Linked DNA regions of Mus musculus: regions 2, 3, 4, 5 and 6 are each linked to region 1. Evidence: chromatin contacts called from public HiChIP or PLAC-seq and promoter capture Hi-C data. All regions are on one chromosome and are shown on one strand. Each heading gives the region's core, a stretch centred on a gene start, on an enhancer-like site or on the middle of the called end of the contact. The rest is flanking DNA. Distances are from core to core; before and after follow the strand shown. Region 1 holds the start of Eif4g2 (eukaryotic translation initiation factor 4, gamma 2). Region 2 holds the start of Akip1 (A kinase (PRKA) interacting protein 1). Region 3 holds the start of Mical2 (microtubule associated monooxygenase, calponin and LIM domain containing 2). Region 4 holds the start of Dennd5a (DENN/MADD domain containing 5A). Region 5 holds the start of Dkk3 (dickkopf WNT signaling pathway inhibitor 3). Region 6 holds the start of Ipo7 (importin 7).

What was found. Promoter capture Hi-C pulls out the DNA fragments that hold promoters and counts their contacts. HiChIP or PLAC-seq counts read pairs in DNA pulled down with a chosen protein or histone mark. Capture Hi-C pulls out chosen DNA fragments and counts their contacts.
Region 2: a promoter capture Hi-C map of pre-B cells shows a contact between it and region 1. The contact joins the promoter of Akip1 here to the promoter of Eif4g2 in region 1. A contact is called at or near these places in 5 of 39 promoter capture datasets (hematopoietic stem and progenitor cells, liver, neural stem cells and 1 more) and 1 of 115 datasets of contacts at active chromatin or transcription factors (the 230-238 cell line).
Region 3: an H3K27ac HiChIP or PLAC-seq map of embryonic stem cells shows a contact between it and region 1, with 6 times the contacts expected there. The contact joins the promoter of Mical2 here to the promoter of Eif4g2 in region 1. A contact is called at or near these places in 2 of 115 datasets of contacts at active chromatin or transcription factors (embryonic stem cells and pancreatic cancer cells) and 2 of 9 other capture datasets (adipose tissue and liver).
Region 4: a contact with region 1 is called in a promoter capture Hi-C map of pre-B cells. The contact joins the promoter of Dennd5a here to the promoter of Eif4g2 in region 1. A contact is called at or near these places in 3 of 39 promoter capture datasets (hippocampal neurons, liver and pre-B cells), 1 of 115 datasets of contacts at active chromatin or transcription factors (large pre-B cells) and 2 of 9 other capture datasets (adipose tissue and liver).
Region 5: a contact with region 1 is called in a promoter capture Hi-C map of neural stem cells. The contact joins the promoter of Dkk3 here to the promoter of Eif4g2 in region 1. A contact is called at or near these places in 5 of 39 promoter capture datasets (the 3T3-L1 cell line, 3T3-L1-derived adipocytes, hippocampal neurons and 1 more) and 1 of 115 datasets of contacts at active chromatin or transcription factors (astrocytes).
Region 6: a contact with region 1 is called in a promoter capture Hi-C map of liver, with 4 times the contacts expected there. The contact joins the promoter of Ipo7 here to the promoter of Eif4g2 in region 1. A contact is called at or near these places in 11 of 39 promoter capture datasets (the C10 cell line, the HPC-7 cell line, cranial neural crest and 8 more), 1 of 484 Hi-C or Micro-C datasets (differentiating embryonic stem cells), 4 of 115 datasets of contacts at active chromatin or transcription factors (astrocytes, embryonic stem cells, forebrain and 1 more) and 2 of 9 other capture datasets (adipose tissue and liver).

The regions. Positions count from the first base shown.
Region 1 is chr7:111,081,634-111,084,349 of GRCm38.p6, forward strand. It overlaps Eif4g2 (eukaryotic translation initiation factor 4, gamma 2), which reads right to left and starts at 1,397. Exons shown (of 22, transcript NM_013507.3): 1 at 1,152-1,397.
Region 2 is chr7:109,702,337-109,705,052 of GRCm38.p6, forward strand. Akip1 (A kinase (PRKA) interacting protein 1) reads left to right here and starts at 1,342. Exons shown (of 6, transcript NM_020616.2): 1 at 1,342-1,440; 2 at 1,610-1,834; 3 at 2,615-2,695. The coding sequence starts at 1,616. It also overlaps a transcript of Denn2b not described here.
Region 3 is chr7:112,224,466-112,227,181 of GRCm38.p6, forward strand. It overlaps Mical2 (microtubule associated monooxygenase, calponin and LIM domain containing 2), which reads left to right and starts at 1,371. Exons shown (of 26, transcript NM_001193305.1): 1 at 1,371-1,556.
Region 4 is chr7:109,959,032-109,961,747 of GRCm38.p6, forward strand. It overlaps Dennd5a (DENN/MADD domain containing 5A), which reads right to left and starts at 1,391. Exons shown (of 23, transcript NM_021494.1): 1 at 1,043-1,391. The coding sequence starts at 1,151.
Region 5 is chr7:112,157,771-112,160,486 of GRCm38.p6, forward strand. Dkk3 (dickkopf WNT signaling pathway inhibitor 3) reads right to left here and starts at 1,361. Exons shown (of 8, transcript NM_015814.3): 1 at 1,196-1,361; 2 at 413-648. The coding sequence starts at 625.
Region 6 is chr7:110,016,976-110,019,691 of GRCm38.p6, forward strand. Ipo7 (importin 7) reads left to right here and starts at 1,340. Exons shown (of 25, transcript NM_181517.5): 1 at 1,340-1,533. The coding sequence starts at 1,450.

The sequences.
Region 1 (2,716 bases), core at 147-2,646:
CTGGAAAGAGAGAAAACACCAAAATTAGGTACTGCCATACTGAGCTATAAACTTTCAAATATAATTTATTTCCGCTCCCAGCACTGCAGCTGGTTGAACTTTCACTGCATTGCAGCCCTCAGAAGACTAAAATAGAACGAAGTCAAAACCCACAAATACACAATAAAACCTGTTTAGCCCCGTGGATTCTCTTAGTATTCAAGGATGCAAAGAACAGCTTTTGTGAGAAAAATAAAATGAAAAAAAATCTGGATGCTGCCTAGGAAGCAGCCGTATTATGGGGCCTTTAAAATTAAACAGAAATGCTATCAAGACCGGCGGTGCTACAAGGGATATGTCTGCGGTACTAAAATGGGTGGCCGGGGTGGTGACAGGCCGGCCAGAGCCTCACTACCCGGTGTTGGGCAGCTTTTCCTCCGCTCGTCTTTATAAGCCCTTCCTTTTACACAGGGCGCGTGTGGAAAGCCGCCGGAAGGCCGGGGCCACAACACAACATGGCAGCAGGCACCTCCGCCCCACTCCGCGCGAACAAAAGAGCAGCGAGTTCCTCCCCCAGGCCCAGGCTGGCTCAGCTTCCGAGCGGCGTCTAGCGAGGGCCCAGGCCTGGGCGGGAGGCGCCCCCTCCGGGCCGGCCCTTTGTTCTCCCGCAGGAAGGCGGCCTCCTGCCCACCCGCCGCCTCCACCATAAATCCCCCGGCTGACAGCGCCTCGGCTGCCAAGGCCCACAAAGGGACCGAGACTCGCTCTTGGCGTCGCCCGAGTGGGACATCCCGCAGTAGGGCCACACACCTCCTCCCCGCCGGGAGGCCGGGCTCCGGACTCGTCCGCCTCGCTGGTCCCGCGCCAACGGCCGGGCCCTGCCGCGGGCCGCGTCCCTCCCGCCGAGGCGCGAGGCCTGCCACGCTCGCACGCTGTTCCCGGATCCCACGTCAGGATCCCGGCTGCGCCCGCCACTCGACCGCACGTCAGCCTAGCTCTTCGGTCGACACAGGAAGGAGCGCGGAGGCCATAGATTTCTAAGTAGCCCAAAGGCAGAGGAAAGGCCGCCCCGCCCGGCTCCGCCTGCGGCCGCCATTTTGTTCCACTCGACAAGAAGCGGCCAGGGGCGGCGGCCATCTTAGAGGGCTCCGCTCGGCGGCGACTCCACTCACCTTCACCGAGAACTCAGCAGCTGCCACCGCAGCTGCCTCCTCTGGATCCGGTCGTCGGGGACGGGGAAGGGAGGGGGAAGGGGAACGGAAAACAAAAAAGGGGGAGGGAAGGGGGAGGAAGGAGACGCGGCCGGCTTGAAAGTCTCAGCTCAGAGGAGTAGCTGCTGCAGCCGCCACCTGGTACCCGCCGCCACCTCCATAGAGCTCCGGCTCGCTGCTGGCGCTGAGGCGTGTCTGAAGCCCAACTTATCACTCTGAGGCGGCCGACCCACTAGAGCCTCCCCGAGTGGCTCCTTCGCTATCCAATCAGCAGCCGGGCTTCCGTCCGCTACCAATCCGCGCAGGGCGGCGGGGAGGAGCCAGCGGGCAAGCTCGGTTGCGGCGCAGCCTCGCCGCAGTGCGCAAAGCCATATTCGCGAAGGCTCTGGGGCCAAGCCAGTGGCGTAAGGGCGGCGGGCCGGCGCGCTGCGGGACTCTTGCGTAGCGCCGGGAGCCCAGTGAGTGTGCGCCGCCGGGCCGCCTGGTCTTCCTGGGCCGGCGCTTTGTTCCGGAGTCCCAGCCTCATGCTTGCATAGAAGAACCTTTTCCTCGCCTCTCCTCCCTGACCCGCCCGGGCCTGGCGTCCTGAGGGCTCGGCGTGGCCTTGCGGCCTGGCCTCGGTTTAGCGTCTGGGAGCTTTGCTGAAGAGAGGGACGTGTGCCCATCGATAGGAATGCGTTCTGTTTGTTGGTCCTCCATCTGCAGAGTAACGAGAAAAGGATCAAAGGAAGGGCTTTGTATCCCAGGCTAGAGGCAGCTTTAACTCAAATGCTCGGCCTGCTGTCACCGAGCTTGACCCAGACAGTATACTAGGCTGGCTTGAGAAGTGTTTGCAGAGCGCGGGCATTTGGAAATTGCAAAGTCATTTTTTAAAGTTTTTCCTTCATTTTTAACAAACATTAAAGACGGGCAGCGCAGTGCTTTCATTTTATTTAAGGGCTATATAGGAAAATGAAGCATTTCAAACTATACTTCCAGGTGGTATTTTAAAAGATGGGTTATGTATGTATGCCACAGTATGCAACATTTTAGCTTTCCAAAAATGAAGGTATGTAAACGAGAAATGTCCCATCTCTGTTAAGCATGCATTTTTTTTTTTCAATAAGATGGGTTACTAAACTAAAGCACGTGTGTTTTCAACAGTCATGGCTTGGAATTCATTCCCAAGAGCTGGGTTTTCAAAGACCCAAACGTAATTTGGCATGTCTTGGTGTTGAAAGCCCTAGTTCTTAAATAGAATTTTCAGCAGACAATTGTACTTTCCTTAGTATTTAAGTCTGCTGAAAAGTGTGGCTTTGAAGGTTTATAATTCTAGTAAACTTAGGTCTTTGCCTTAGAATTAATGCTATTAAATAAACTTTCACTTAAACTAAAAACTGTAAAAACCATTTTTATTTGGGGGTTAAGTGTAAAAAAGAAAAGCATTTTTTAGGAGAGGGGCAATTTTTTTCAATATAAGAGATTTTGCTTTGTATATATAACTTGTATGGCTTTATAACTAGTAGAAATATATACTGTGATATTTT
Region 2 (2,716 bases), core at 92-2,591, 1.4 Mb before region 1:
TATACTATAACTCAGACAAGCCTCAAAGTAATCTAAATGAAAGAGACCGGTCCAAAGGGCCACATACCATATGATTTTATTTGTATGAATCGCCAGAAAAAGGCAAATTTATGGGGATGTCAATCAGAATAGAGGCTACCTAGATCCTGAAGTTGAAGTGAGAATCATTCATCAATAAGAACTAGACTACTTTTTACTCATTTTTTATGTGTGTGAATGTAGTACATGTGTGCCAAAGAAAGTGTATGGAGGTCTGAGGACAACTTTTGGGAGTCCGTTCTCACCTTCTGCCATGTGTAAGGCAGGGTCTTGCTTGTTGCTACTGCTAGACTATATAATTCAAGGTGTCTAGTCCAGGAGTTCTAGCCAATTTCCTGTCCTCACCTCTTATGTCACTGTTGCAGGGTAGGGCTGACAGATGCACACTACAGATCCTGGCTTCTGGCATGGATTTCAAGGAATCTCAGGTAGCTAGGTTTGTGGGCAAATGTTTCTCTATTCACACTACTTAAGGACTGAGAATTCCTTTGTGTCCTGTGAGGGACCCACCCCGCACTGAGCAATGTTCCTTAAAGTGGAACTTTCTCCCCATTCACGCCCTGCTGCTCACCAGGGGGTGTCACTCCCGCTGAGACCCAGGGCTTTCACCATAGCCCCATGGTGTTCTGAAAGGTATCTGATCCATTTCTTACTTTAAAAAGTGATACGATTGATGCTTGAATGGTAGGTCCAGATCCCAGGACCAAAGAGACTGAAAGCCAGCCTGGTCTACATAGTGAGGGTTTGCACAGTGAGACTGTCAAAAACAAACAAACAAATAAACCTCCAACAAAATTGTGTGAATCTGTTCTTCCAAGGGAGGAATGAGGAAGCTGCAGGAAGGGAATGACGGGATTCCCCACTCACCACTCCACTACATCCTCTACCAACCTGCCAAGAAATACCTGCCATCCCCTGGAGTCTTACCAGTCCCCTCACCCACAGTTCCAAGACCTCCGTCTGGCCTCCATCCCCAGCCTTGAGAGTTCTTCTGACAGAATGCCCTTTCCCCAGCACTACCTCCTCAGTCGCGTTGGTCCGCTAGCCTCATCACCTCCTCACACAAAAGTGGTTCTGGAGTGGCGAGACCCCTGAATACGGTCCGCATGCACCTACTCTCACAAATGTTTTTAGCGCAACGAGTCACGGGATCCACACTGACCTGTCGCGGCAAGAAAGTCCTCGAACGACAACAAGCGCCCGCTTCGCGTCTGAAGCTGATTAAGGCTGGGCCCACGTGCCCCTCGACCCGGCCCCGCCCACACCGGCTCCGCCCATCGCCAGGCCCCGCCCACGGCGCGCAGCAGTTAGCTTGGCAACTGGCGCGAAAGAAGGGCCGCGGGAACACGGAAGGCGTGTCCGTGTGAGCGCTATGCGCGTGCGCCCGGAGAAGCAGGCCGGGTGAGGGGCTGTACCCAGGGTCTGAGAGGCGGAAGTGCAAGGGGCAGGGGTCCTGCCTGCTAGTTCCTCCCCACTTGGATTGCGCGATGCAGGCGAAGGGGGAGTTGGGGTCGCGGGGAAGTTGCCGCCCGGATCCGGGCCTAGTTGACTTGTCTGTGTATGTGTCCAGGGAGACATGGAATACTGTCTGGCGGCCGCGGCGCTGAACGGAGTGGACCGGCGCTCGCTCCAGCGCTCTGCTCGGCTGGGGAGGGAAGTATTGGAGCGCGCCAAGAGGAGGGCAGTGGACTGGCATTCTCCAGAGCGATCCAGAGGCAACGTGGGGGTCCTTTACCGCCAGGGCCCCTACCAGGAAAGATGGTCGGTCCCTGGTTCCCAGCGCCTCCTAGGAGAGGTGAGGCCGGGAGCTGGGGGACTGTCTAGTCATTCTCCGCCGCCACTGGGCGGGAGGAAGCCTCCCATGTCCAGAAGATGTAACGCATTGGAGCAAAAGTGGAAACGTTGTTTGGAAACTGCTTTTGACACGGTCTCGTATAGCCCAGGCTGGCCTTGAACTCTTGCCTACGATTTAGGTACTAGTATTAAAGAGGTTGTGTACAAGCACGGTGTGACCCAATTCTTTTTGAATAACAAAAGAATAGTAGTATTCTGCTTACTTATAACATAAAATTTCTTACCGGGTGTGGTGGTGCACACCATTAATCTCAGCATCCAGGAGGCAGAAGCAGACAGATCTCTTGAGTTCGAGATTAGCCTGTTCTACATAGCAAGTTTCAAGCCATCGTGTGTTACCTAGTGAAACCCTGTCTAAAGTAAATAAATACAATTCTTAGTGTGGTGCCAGAACTTGGGAGGTCGGGGCTAAGGATCAAGTACAAAGTCTTCCTAGTGTACATGTGATCTTGTCTCAAAAAATCATAAACAACAATAACAGTTCTTTCCCATTACTCAATAGTGAGTAAAGCCAGCCAACCAGTTATTTTAGTTCCTGGATAAATTGCACATCTAGTTTACAGAGTTGGATTTTTTTTTTTTTTTCTCAGCAAGATCCTTCTTACCAGTTTCAGCTTGCAGAAGCTTTCCTAAAAGTGAAAAAGGGCTATTTCTCAAATGATGTCCTTCTCCAGTAGGGGATTTGTAGGTCTCACCTATGACTTGCCATTTATTACAACAGAGAGAAGAAAGGTGCCCAACCCTTAGCTCTTCCTTCGGAGCAATGGCTGAATTCATGGACTATACTTCAAGTCAGTGTGGGGTAAGTTGGTGTGATCTGGAC
Region 3 (2,716 bases), core at 121-2,620, 1.1 Mb after region 1:
TACAAGTCCAGGGTTCTCGGAGGCCCAGGAATGGCTATAGAGGCCTCACTTCACGGTTGTGTATGTTGACTTGGAATCAGTTCCCCGTTTAAATACAGACACGTTAATATGCACACGGTCTTGGTAAATGACTCTGTATTACAGATCTCAGTTCCCCCATCTGTGAAAGGGGATGAGGATATTGAAAAGATCAATCTCTAGGTCTGGGTTTAAATGAGATGATGCATGGAAGGTGTTCATTGATTGGTGGTGACATGGTTAGAGTCCCACCAGAGTCAAGTACTGTCCCTCTTAGAGTCAGTGATGAGTTTTGCAGACTGAGTGGGGTTGAGTACCAGGTATAAAAACGCATCCACAGAAGTGGAGTGAATCCTAAGGACGCTGAGAGGCAAACTCTGAGAAACCCCAAGGCCTGGATGATGGAAACGCAAAGAGTATAGAAAAAGACGGGCCCCAGGTTTGGGGGTGGAGGAATTGCTGCCTGCACTTGCCTGGCCAAGGGGCATGCTCTCCAGAGGGTGGTACCCGGGGAATTCCAGCAGCCTGGAGTCATGGTACTGTTTGCCTTCGCCGCCCAAGCCTGCCTGCTTTCCTCCCGCTGGGTCAGCTCAGTTTCAAGAACATTTATGGACTCTGCATTGGGCCAAGCTGAATGATGGGCTGCGGGCCCCAGGGGTGAGTCAGTCCACTTGAATCCTATTTTCACTGCTGTCGCAGTGTCCGTATGAATTTCTCAGGACTTCGAGCCCGAACCATTCATTCAGAATTTTCGCTGAAACTGTGAGAGGCATGGTCATTCATGAAAGCGATCAGAAACAGGGGTTAGCCATTCGACAGCCAAGAAAGAGAAAGTGCGAGCGACCCAGTCAGTGCGATTGGTCTGTGTCACTACCCCATTTCCCACAGCTTTAGCCCAAGCAAGGCCAGTTCAAGAGAAGACCCAAGCAAGGAAGATTGCATGCAGAAAAGCAAGAAATGAGGGCCCAAGAAGGCCAGGCAGTCCTAGAAGTCCTTTGCTGTTCCCTCCAGTCCAGAAGGGACAGTGAGGCTGTCTTTCCAGCTGCCTAGGCAAAGCTTCGGGAGGCCCAGCTTTCCCCTCTCCCTGGACACCAGAACACCAAGGCCGGGTGTTCGTCTCATAGCAGCCCAGGGCTGGGTCTTCGACCTGTGGCCAGGGTGGGAGCGGCTAGGGCAGGGCTTCAGCCCACGTGCGTCCGAAGCTGCAATGGTGACAGCAACCCCCAGCCTGGTACTAACTGGGAGGGCGCTGGGGTGGGTTCCGCGCTGCATGACCATTGGTCGCGCGTCTCAAGCATGGGGTGGAGCCTCGCCTTCGGAGGCCCTGTCATTGGCCGAACCTCGATGGAGGCGTGTCCCAATCGGATCCTCCGCGGCTCACAGAACCGCAGGCACCCGGCCGGCTCAGCCTGCGCCGGGCCGCCTCGCTAGCTCCGGGCTCGGCAGGCGGCCCGCTGGGTCCCGGATTTCTGCGCCCTCAGACAGAGGACAAGAAAGGCAGGTGTTGACCTGAGGCCTGGAGGCCCGCGAGACCTTGGGTAAGACGGAGTGGGAGAAGGCTCCGGGGTGTGCGGGAGCGGGTGGGGACTGTGCCAGTCCCGGCTGGACTCCGCGCCCTACTGGACGCCCCGGAGGGTCAGGTGCGGCAGTTCCGTCCGGGATCTCAGACCCACCTGCGGGGTGCGCCGTGGGCTCTTCACCAATCAAAACTGTCATTCTAACCTCAGAAAACCCAACACACGCGCATAGTAGGCGCCCTTCAGCAGCAGGGTCGCCTGTCATCGTTCAGGGGAACGTCCCCAAACTTTGCTCTGTGCGATCTAGGCTCCCGTACCTTTCCCATCCTCTAACAGAGCGCCTTGCTTATTTTTATTTTATTATTATATTTTTCTGCTTCCTTTCTTCTCCTCCCTCCTTGATAACAGGAAGTTGGGCCAAATGTCAGTGGCCTGGCCAGCGGCGGGCTGGAACTCGGGCTGGTTGCTTGGCCGGTGGCGACGCTCCGAGGGTCCTGCGCTGCTGTTCCCTCTAGCTTGGGACCCCTGACAGCCTGTGCTTGTCCCTGCCCAGGAGCATCCTACCCTCGTGTCCTGCTCTGTCAGTGGCTAGCTGGCCCTGGGCTGGGGTCTCCCTTGCAGCCTCTGCCTGCTGCAGCTGTTCGGAGAGGGCGGGGTTAATTTATCCCAGGCCAGCCTCAGTCTTAGCCTCACCCTCACCGGCGGAGCTGGGAAGGGCCTGTACTGGACCGGGAAGAGGCGTGTTGAAACCAGAGTACTCTCCTGTCTCCTTCCACATTGTTTATTCTGGGCCTGGGTTTCTAAAGCGGAAAGAGCTCTCGTTTGCAAGGCCTTTCGCTGTCCACTATGTCTTAGGTGGTTTAGTGGGAGGATAAAGTCAGTAGCCCTTATGGATAGACCCGGAGAGAAGAAAGCTGGAGGTCAATTGGCCTTCCGCATTTGCCTCCTGAGTTCTCAGGTACCTGTGTCCTCTGCGTGCCAGCAATCTCCGCGAGGGGTGGGGGTGGGGGCAGTGGACCTAAAGCGTGGGACACCAGGATAGCCCCTGTTCATGTCCCAGGGGTTTCAAAGGTGATCAGTGCTGCCTTCTTCAGGCACAAGGAAGAGGGCACAGGTTGGATCCCAGTAGTTTCTCCCCCAAAAGCTTGTGTTGTGTCCTCTCTGTTTTAGGGATCCGGAAA
Region 4 (2,716 bases), core at 141-2,640, 1.1 Mb before region 1:
GATAAGGAGGAGAAAGAGGAAGACAAGGAGGAGGAGGAGGAAGAAGAAGAATCGGAGGAGAAACAAACAAACAAACTGGAGTGACAAAAAAAAAAAAATCCAAGACTGGATGATCACTTTCAATAGAGAAACTGTACGGTGTTCAATGACTACCACATCGTGACAGAAAGGGGGAGAGGAGTTTCCCTCATCGAATCAGCATGACATAACTTTAAAGTCTAACACGACAAGCCTCCAACCACTGAAACCTGCTTACTGGCCACCCAAAAACTTTTCAAAACTGTTGCAACTCCAATGTGGGCGCGCAGGAATTCACCGGGGATTTTATAATTCTTACACCTTCAAGCAATGGGTGCCAAATCTCATCAGGGCCTCACTGTCACTCCCCCATCACTTCCTCTTCGAAAGATAACTTGAGAGGCATCACAACACTGCACAACCTGTCCAACTGGGACGCGCTGCCTTCATTCACAAATGACCCTCGCCTGGTAAAGGACATTAACTTAAAAAACAAACAACAACAACAACAACAACAAAAGCATGGCCCTGGGTACAAGTTCTTTTCTAGCGCCAAGAGAGAACCCGTTCTTGGTGTAACCCGGTTCAATTTGTCACTTCACGTCCGATCAAGAGGGGCAGAACTGTGAAGGAAAAGCCCGGGCCTGGCCTGCTCAGGAGTGAGTTATAACGGTTTTGAGGAACTGGTCTCGCCGGCTTCTTGGGAAGAGGCCAAATAAACTCATCAAGTTTTTGTTTTGCTCTTTTGAAAAGTCTGGGTGGGACTAACTCTCACTAGGAAGTGGGCTAACTTCTTTCCTCCCAAAAGGGTGCTAGAAGGCAAGCTTCCCTTCATTGTGGACTAAGCCCCTCGACCTCTGAGCGCACCCAGCGTCCGCGTCTCCCCAGGTTGCCGACGCGGCGACCACCGCGCGGGGGGCAGCAGGCCCGCGGGACCCGCGTCCCGTCTGCTCGCCCGACCCTCACTGGGCTCCCGGGACAAAGCGGGCCCCGCGGGCCCTAGCCCGGGCTCGCGCGCACTCACCCGACAGCTCGTCCGGCTCCAGCCCGGTCTCGGTGTCCAGCCCGCAGATGACAAAATAGTCGGCGAAGCGACTGGGCGCCGAGCCCCCTCCGCCGCCGCCGCCGCTCATGGCTCCGGGCCGAGCGGGGCAAGCCGCGCGGAGCCGAGCCCCCGCCCCCGGCCGCCCGCCCGCCCTCAGCCGCCGCTCCCTCCGCCGCCGCTACCGAGGCTCCGGCCGCCGCCCCCGGGCCTCGCCGGGTCCTAGCGGCCGCCGCTGCCGTGCCGGGGCAGGGGGGCGCCGGGCCACCCCGCGCCGCATCCTGGACGCTGTCCTCTGCACCGCGGCCTGAGCAAGCCTGAGGAAGGGCGGAGAGCGGCCGCCCGCCCCACCGCGGCCCCCCACCCGCCGCCACCGCGTGCGCACGCGCGGTCGGGGAGGGGCGGTCGTCGGGCGCAAAGGATGACGTGATGCTCTTTGGGCCCCGGGGGCCTGGGCTTCCAGAGCAGCCACCACAGAGTGGCCAGCGGTCAGCTGCTGGGATCCCGCGACTGCAGCCACCTCCACGCGACTGCGACACCCTTTAGAGAAATCGGATGCGGTGTGCGGAAAGAGTGGGCCATGGTGGCTCGTGCTGGCCGTGTCACCGGCATAAGAGCTGCAGGGCTGAACTGTGAAGCCCACCGAATCCTGCTCCTATACTGTCACCACAGAGCAGCTTCTCCTTGTCACCTCTCCTCAGTGTCAGCTTTCCCCAATAGATCTGAGGAAACTCTGTTCTTTGGAGAGAGTGGGTCAGCTTATCTTCTATTTACCTTTAATTTGCAGATAGGGAAACTGAGGCTCAAAAAATGCAAGAAACAACCCTACGCTTGAATCCTGCGCTAGCTCACTGCCCCGCACCCCACAAGCAGGGCTTCTTCCATGCACCAAACTCTCCCCCTTTCATGAAGCCCCAGAAGTCTCCCTCCCCCTTCACTTAGTTCTTTTCATGCTCACAGAATTCTCTGTCCATTCATCCATCTATCCATCACCCTTCATTCATTCATTCATTCATTCATTCATTCCTTTCTTCCTTCTAGTGAGAATTTGCTTGTAGAAGAGAAAGGGTGGCTGAACAGGTGAAACCTCCTGGTCCTTGTCTCTTGTCTAAAGAACAGACCCTCTGACTTCATTTTCTACAGAAGCTAGCCAGATGTGTCTTCTTTTGGTGGTTGGTTGGTTGATTGATTTGATTTGGTTTTTTTGGATAGGGTCTCACTTATAGACCTGTCTGACCCAGAACTTGCTATGTACCTGTATTACCCTGATGCAATACTCTTTCTTCTGCCTGCTCAGTGCTGGGCTTAAAGGCCTGCATCATCACACCAGGCTCAGGTGGGTCTGTACTGTAACATCAGAGGCCAAGGAAGAGAAACTGTAGTGGCTGCTAGCATGGGCTCTAGAAACAGTCCCCCAGTTTGAATTCTGACTTATAATGTACAATATGATATTGGCAACTTACTTATGTAATTTCTAGGTGCCAACAGGCATGATTTTTGTCAAAGTACAAAATAAATGCATGTATAGGTAAAGTGGTGAGGATTATACCCAGAACATAGAAGGCACTCCATAAATATTATATACATTGTCATTGTTGTTACAGAATAGTGTGCGCCAGGTTTGCTCTGGCAGGCAGCCAGCTAAGGACTATAGAA
Region 5 (2,716 bases), core at 111-2,610, 1.1 Mb after region 1:
TTGGAACTTGAAGCTGTCTGCAGCTGCCCCAGCCTCTGCAAACCCATTGCGCTGAGACACCCGAGTGGCCCCAACCTCAGCTCAGCTCCAACAGGGGACAGCCAGCTGCGACACAGTGGCTCCTGCTCCTTAGGAAGAATTCCACCAAACCTCCCTTGCTGGACAGGGATGCATTCAGACTTTCGGCAGGCAGACAGAACCGGCTGAGAGTAAGAATCACCCAGCGCTGCACTCAGGGCACTCCACGTCTGCTGTCAGGCCTTTTTTCCAGCTCTGCACAAAGCCAAGTCTTTGGCCAGTGCTGCAACCATCGCTAGAAATATCCCCCCCACCCCACCCCCGCCAAGCCCCCGGCCCACTCCCTTTCTCATTCTCGCACTTTCAGAGCCAGGCGCCCTCAGGGTGCACCCACCTCCTCCACGGCACTGCGCAGTTTGTGCTGAGTGTCTTCCATCAGCTCCTCCACCTCTCGAAACATCTCATTGAGCGTAGCTTCCTCCTGAGGGTAGTTGAGAGCTGGGCCCGGCTCCGCCGGAGTCCAAGTGACCGTCGGGGAAGGAGCAGGAGCAGTGGGGACCGCCGCCGCCAGCAGTGTACACAGCAAAATACCCCCGAGCCGCTGCATGTTTGTTCCGCGCTGGCCGCCGCCTGTGTGTCCCGGAAAGCTATCAAAGACTGCAGGACCACCCCTCTTGCCCGTCCCGCCCCGCCCCGCTGCTCTGCCCGCCCCCAGATGGAGCGATACCCAGCCCCCTCCCAGACTCAATCCCTGCTGGAAACAGTGGTGACCACTACTCCTCTCCAGCCTGGGTGCCCTCTGCACTCTAAGCCCCCAAACCCCGTTCTAGTACCCAGGAAGAGCTCCACTTGACACGCTTATGGAAACCCCAGCTCCGGAACCAAGGAACTCAAGTCTTCTACTCTTAATAGCAGACCACTTGCCCGAATCAGGAGACATTATCTGGACTACGGGTTCGAGTCCCGTCCCTTCCTTTACTATTTCCCCATCAATTCTATTACTGGGATCTCTTGGACCCTGACACAGGCTCAAGCCTCTCCTAGCCCCAAGCAGAGATCAGCAGAGCCCTCCTCCCAGTTCATCCTCCTCCCATCGCGATGCAAATGCATGGAGCCCCCCATCTCTAACTAAGGGAGACCCAGCTGGGCTATCTCCACGACGATGACCACCGCTCACCCAATTCGAATGAACAAAGCTGAGCTGCAAGCTGGATCTGGTCACGACCGGTAGCTGGGCTGCCACAGAGCAGCTGGAGAGGCACTGTGTGCGGCTAGGATGCAAAAGCGCCTGTATCCAGAAAGCCTGCAGCCTGCGCCCCCCCAGTCCACCACGCCTCCGCCCGGCGGGAGGGGCGGTCGCACAGCCAATCGCTCTCCAGGCCGTCTGCGACCTCAGCTCACTCCAGCCTCTAAATCCTGGGAGGGCCAGTCTGCAGGAATCTATCCTCTTCCTGGCAGCCCCCTACCTCCGCGATAGCCCAGGCTTCTACTACATTTTACAGCCTTCTTGAGTCTCACCTTGCTAGCTCTAAGCCTGCCTCTGCCTTGGACGCAGTCCTAAGGGATGGAATCCCAGCCCCTCAGCCATTACAAGGTAGTCTAGACAGTACCCAGCCAGGAAAATCCACTTTTGGCCATGAGAATGGGTCAACAGAATGTCAGCAAGTCCCTAGACAGGCGACATAGCAAAGTAGCTAGGATGGACACCAACAGTCCCAGTACTGCCAAACTAGTATGGTCTGTAACGTAGCTTGATGTATGCTGCAGGCTACAGCTGTACATGTAATTCCTACTTAATACGCACGATTCATGAAGAGGGGTCAGGGCTTGAAAATGGGCTGTGTACCTGAGATAGCAACCTGGTCTATTGACAGTTATCTCTTCAGTGCCTAGAAAAGGGGTACTAAAAAATTAAATTAAATTAAAAATTTTTTTAAAAAGTGTTTCCGAAAACCCTTCTCCCACTTCTTTATCTATCCTGATTCTTCCTCATCAGTTTCCCTGACATCTCTCTCTCCCCTCCCCTCCCCTCCCCTCCCCTCCCCTCCCCTCCCCTCCCCCCTCTCCGCATCTCCTGATCTTTTTCTCATTTCTTCCCTGTGCTGGCTAATTTTTTGTCAACTTGACACAAACTAGAGCCACGTGGGGAAAAAACACCTCAGCTGAGAAACTGCCTCCATTGGTTTGGTCTGTCCGTTGCAGCATTTTCTTAACTGCTAATTGATGTAGGCGATCCCAGCCACTAGGGGTGATACCACCAACAGGCAGTTGAGCCAAGGCTGTGTAAGAAAAGTGGCTGAGCAAGCCAGAAGAGCAAAAGACAGTGACCTTCCTCCATTGGCTCTACCTCACGTCCTGAGCTCCAGGCCTGGCTTCCTTGATGCTGGAGTATAAACCTGTAAGACGCAATGAACCCTTTCCTCCCTGAGTGGCTTTTAATCATGATCTTTATCACAGCAACAGAAAGCCAAACTGGAACATGCCTCATCTGTCCTCTGGGGTAGCTAGCACAGGTCACAGACTCACTGGAGTCTCTTCACCAGCCCCTCCCCTGCCACCCACGAGGAACCAGGAGCTTGGTTGTATCTGCAGGGCTCCAGGCCTACACACCTGATCCCTGAGAAACGAAGTGGGGTGGGGTGGTTAGAGCAATAGCTGCTGGTACAGCACTACGGTGACGTGGATAGTGACAAGCATT
Region 6 (2,716 bases), core at 90-2,589, 1.1 Mb before region 1:
AAATTCACCTGCCTCTGCCTTCCAAGTGCTGGGATTAAAGGCATGCGCCACCACGCCCGGCCAAAATATTCTTATTTCATGAGAATTTATAATCAAGTATGGTAGTACAGCACTTGTGGGGTGGAGCAGGATTACAAATTTAAGGACAGTATGTTGTACACAGAGAACTGAATTCCTGCTTTCTTCAAGAACATAAGGTCCTAACCACTGAGTCATTTCTACAGCTCCCTGTTGCTCCTTTGTGAGACAGGTTCAAACATTGTAGCTCAGGCCTGCCTGAAGCTCAGTATATAGCTTCCCTTAGATTCTAATTGAAAATTGATTTGATTTCTAAAGGTAAAATGATTTGAGATGTATGACAGTAGTTCTCAATATTTTCACTGCTGCAATCCTTCAATATAGTTACTTATATTATGATGATTCCCAACCATGATAGTAGCATTTTCATTGCTACTTTATAACTGCAATTTTGCTACTGCTATGAATTATACTGTAAATATCTGATATGCAGAGGATAGCTGATATTCAACAAAGGGGTCACGATCCACAGACCCACAAGATGAGAACTACTGAATTAGAGGTTTAAATATCCATACACAGGGAGTTTTAATGGACATTATGCATTTATTCTGAATTTAGAAATAATTTATATAATGACGTAGCTGAGATTTGAACACTCATTAATAAGGCACAACTTCAATATATAGGATAAAGTCTTACAAAATGAGATTAATGAATCAAAGTGGAGCAGTTTTTATGGCATTTAGAAACTCATCTCAAATCATTGTTGAGAAAGTTCCATCTGGGAGGCTCAGGCAGTGGTATTGCAACAAGTTCAGGTCAAAAGCCTGTCTCAAAAAACAAAACAGAGCTGGGCGTGGTGGCGCATATCTTTAATCCCAGCACTCTCCCAGCACTTGGGAGGTAGAGGCAGGCGGATTTCTGAGTTCGAGGCCAGCCTGGTCTACAAAGTGAGTTCCAGGACAGCCAGAGCTATACAGAGAAACCCTGTCTCAAAAAACCAAAAAACAAAACAAAAACAAAACAGAAATTTCTTTTAATTATACAGTTAGTAACAACGTATTGCATCACACACTTCTTGAGATTCTCTAGGGATATCATATAAAATTTTGTAACTATTTTACTTTTCTCTTTGTGGCGTTTGAACGTTGTCCCTTTCACTGACTACAGTGGGAGCCAGCCACGTGGGCCGTGTCCGCGTTTGGGGACTACATTTCCCAGGGTGCTCCGCCGGAGACTTGACAGGAAGTGGCCGGAGCATCTCCCGCCTCCACGCCGAGGCGAGAAGGTTCTATCCGGGGCCTTGGCGCTTCTCTTTCCTTTCGCGCCGGTTGCCGCTGCGGAGCGCGGCCGGTCCATGTGCGCAGTGAGTGGCGCTATTTCTGCCTCAGTAGCACCGGTGTCCCGGGTCTGACCGACCGCGCGGCGATGGATCCCAACACCATCATCGAGGCCCTCCGGGGCACCATGGACCCAGCCCTGCGCGAGGCCGCTGAGCGCCAGCTCAATGAAGTAAGGACGGCCGGCTAGCGGCTGCTGCGGGCTTGTGGGCCGGCAGGCCAAGACTTCCAGGCCTGGCTGGAGACGCGGAGCACAGCTCCGACGAGCCCATTTGGAGAGGTTGGGCGGAGATCTGACCGCCGTGCCAGGCTCCACTGTGGGGACGCGGCGTCCAGGCCGCCACTCGGTCGGCTTCCGAGTGGGCCTCTGGCCCGGGTCTGGGCGTGTGGAGCCGGCCGAGCTAGGCGGGCGTGACGGTCTGGACACATGGCCGGCTCCCGTGGCCCGCCGCCCTCTGGCTGTCTCCCAGTTTGCTCTCGGGAGGGGGCGAGACAAACTGGGAGGGTGTAGAGATGTGTCCCAGACCAGTCTTTCCGGCGCCCGGTCGGCCGGGGTTCCTGGGGAGGCTAGCTAGTCCACTGGGGGCTGCGCCTGACAGCCTTGTGTGTGCTCTTGGCGGATCAGTGACCTGCCTGTCCGGTACAACTTTCTTCTCGCCGGCGAGGTGCTAGGGACAGATTTCAGATCTGGTAGGGCAGGGGTAGTGTGGGTTACACTGTGCGATCCCCGCTCTGGTACTGTCCTAGTACCACAGTTGGGAGGCGGGATGATGTAGTGGAACGGGTCAGATAAAGTGCGACCTTCTAGGTATAGCAGCCTCAATGATTTCTGGAGTGAGTGACCTTGGGCAAGTCTCACCTCCAGATCCTGAGTTGTACTCATTCATGAAATTAGGCCGTACGGTTGCTGTGATGGTCAAGTGAGATAATCTAGAGCCTATAGAGCTTTCATATGCAACATTAGTGGAGAGTTGGTTTCTCTTCCACGTGTTTTGGGCAGTGCCCCTTGGAAAACTGTTATATTGATATTCTATTGTACTGATTTCATCAGCGTTCTTTTTTTCTGAACTTGGCTATTTTATATATTAGTAAGAATTTAATAGGTTTATAAAAAGGCCTCTGTAAGGTCTCTTTGAGTCTCAGTGTTTTGGTGTGTGTGTGTTCATATACATATATATGTATACTGCATATACACAAATACTAAATTGTATATGCACGCTTTATACACACATATAAGTATCTTTTTTTTTTTTTAATGCAAAAAGAAACCCTTGTTTAAAGAAATCTTAGCCGAGCGGTGGTGGTGCACGCCTTTAATCCCGGCGCTTGGGAGGAAGAGGCAGGAGTATTTCTGA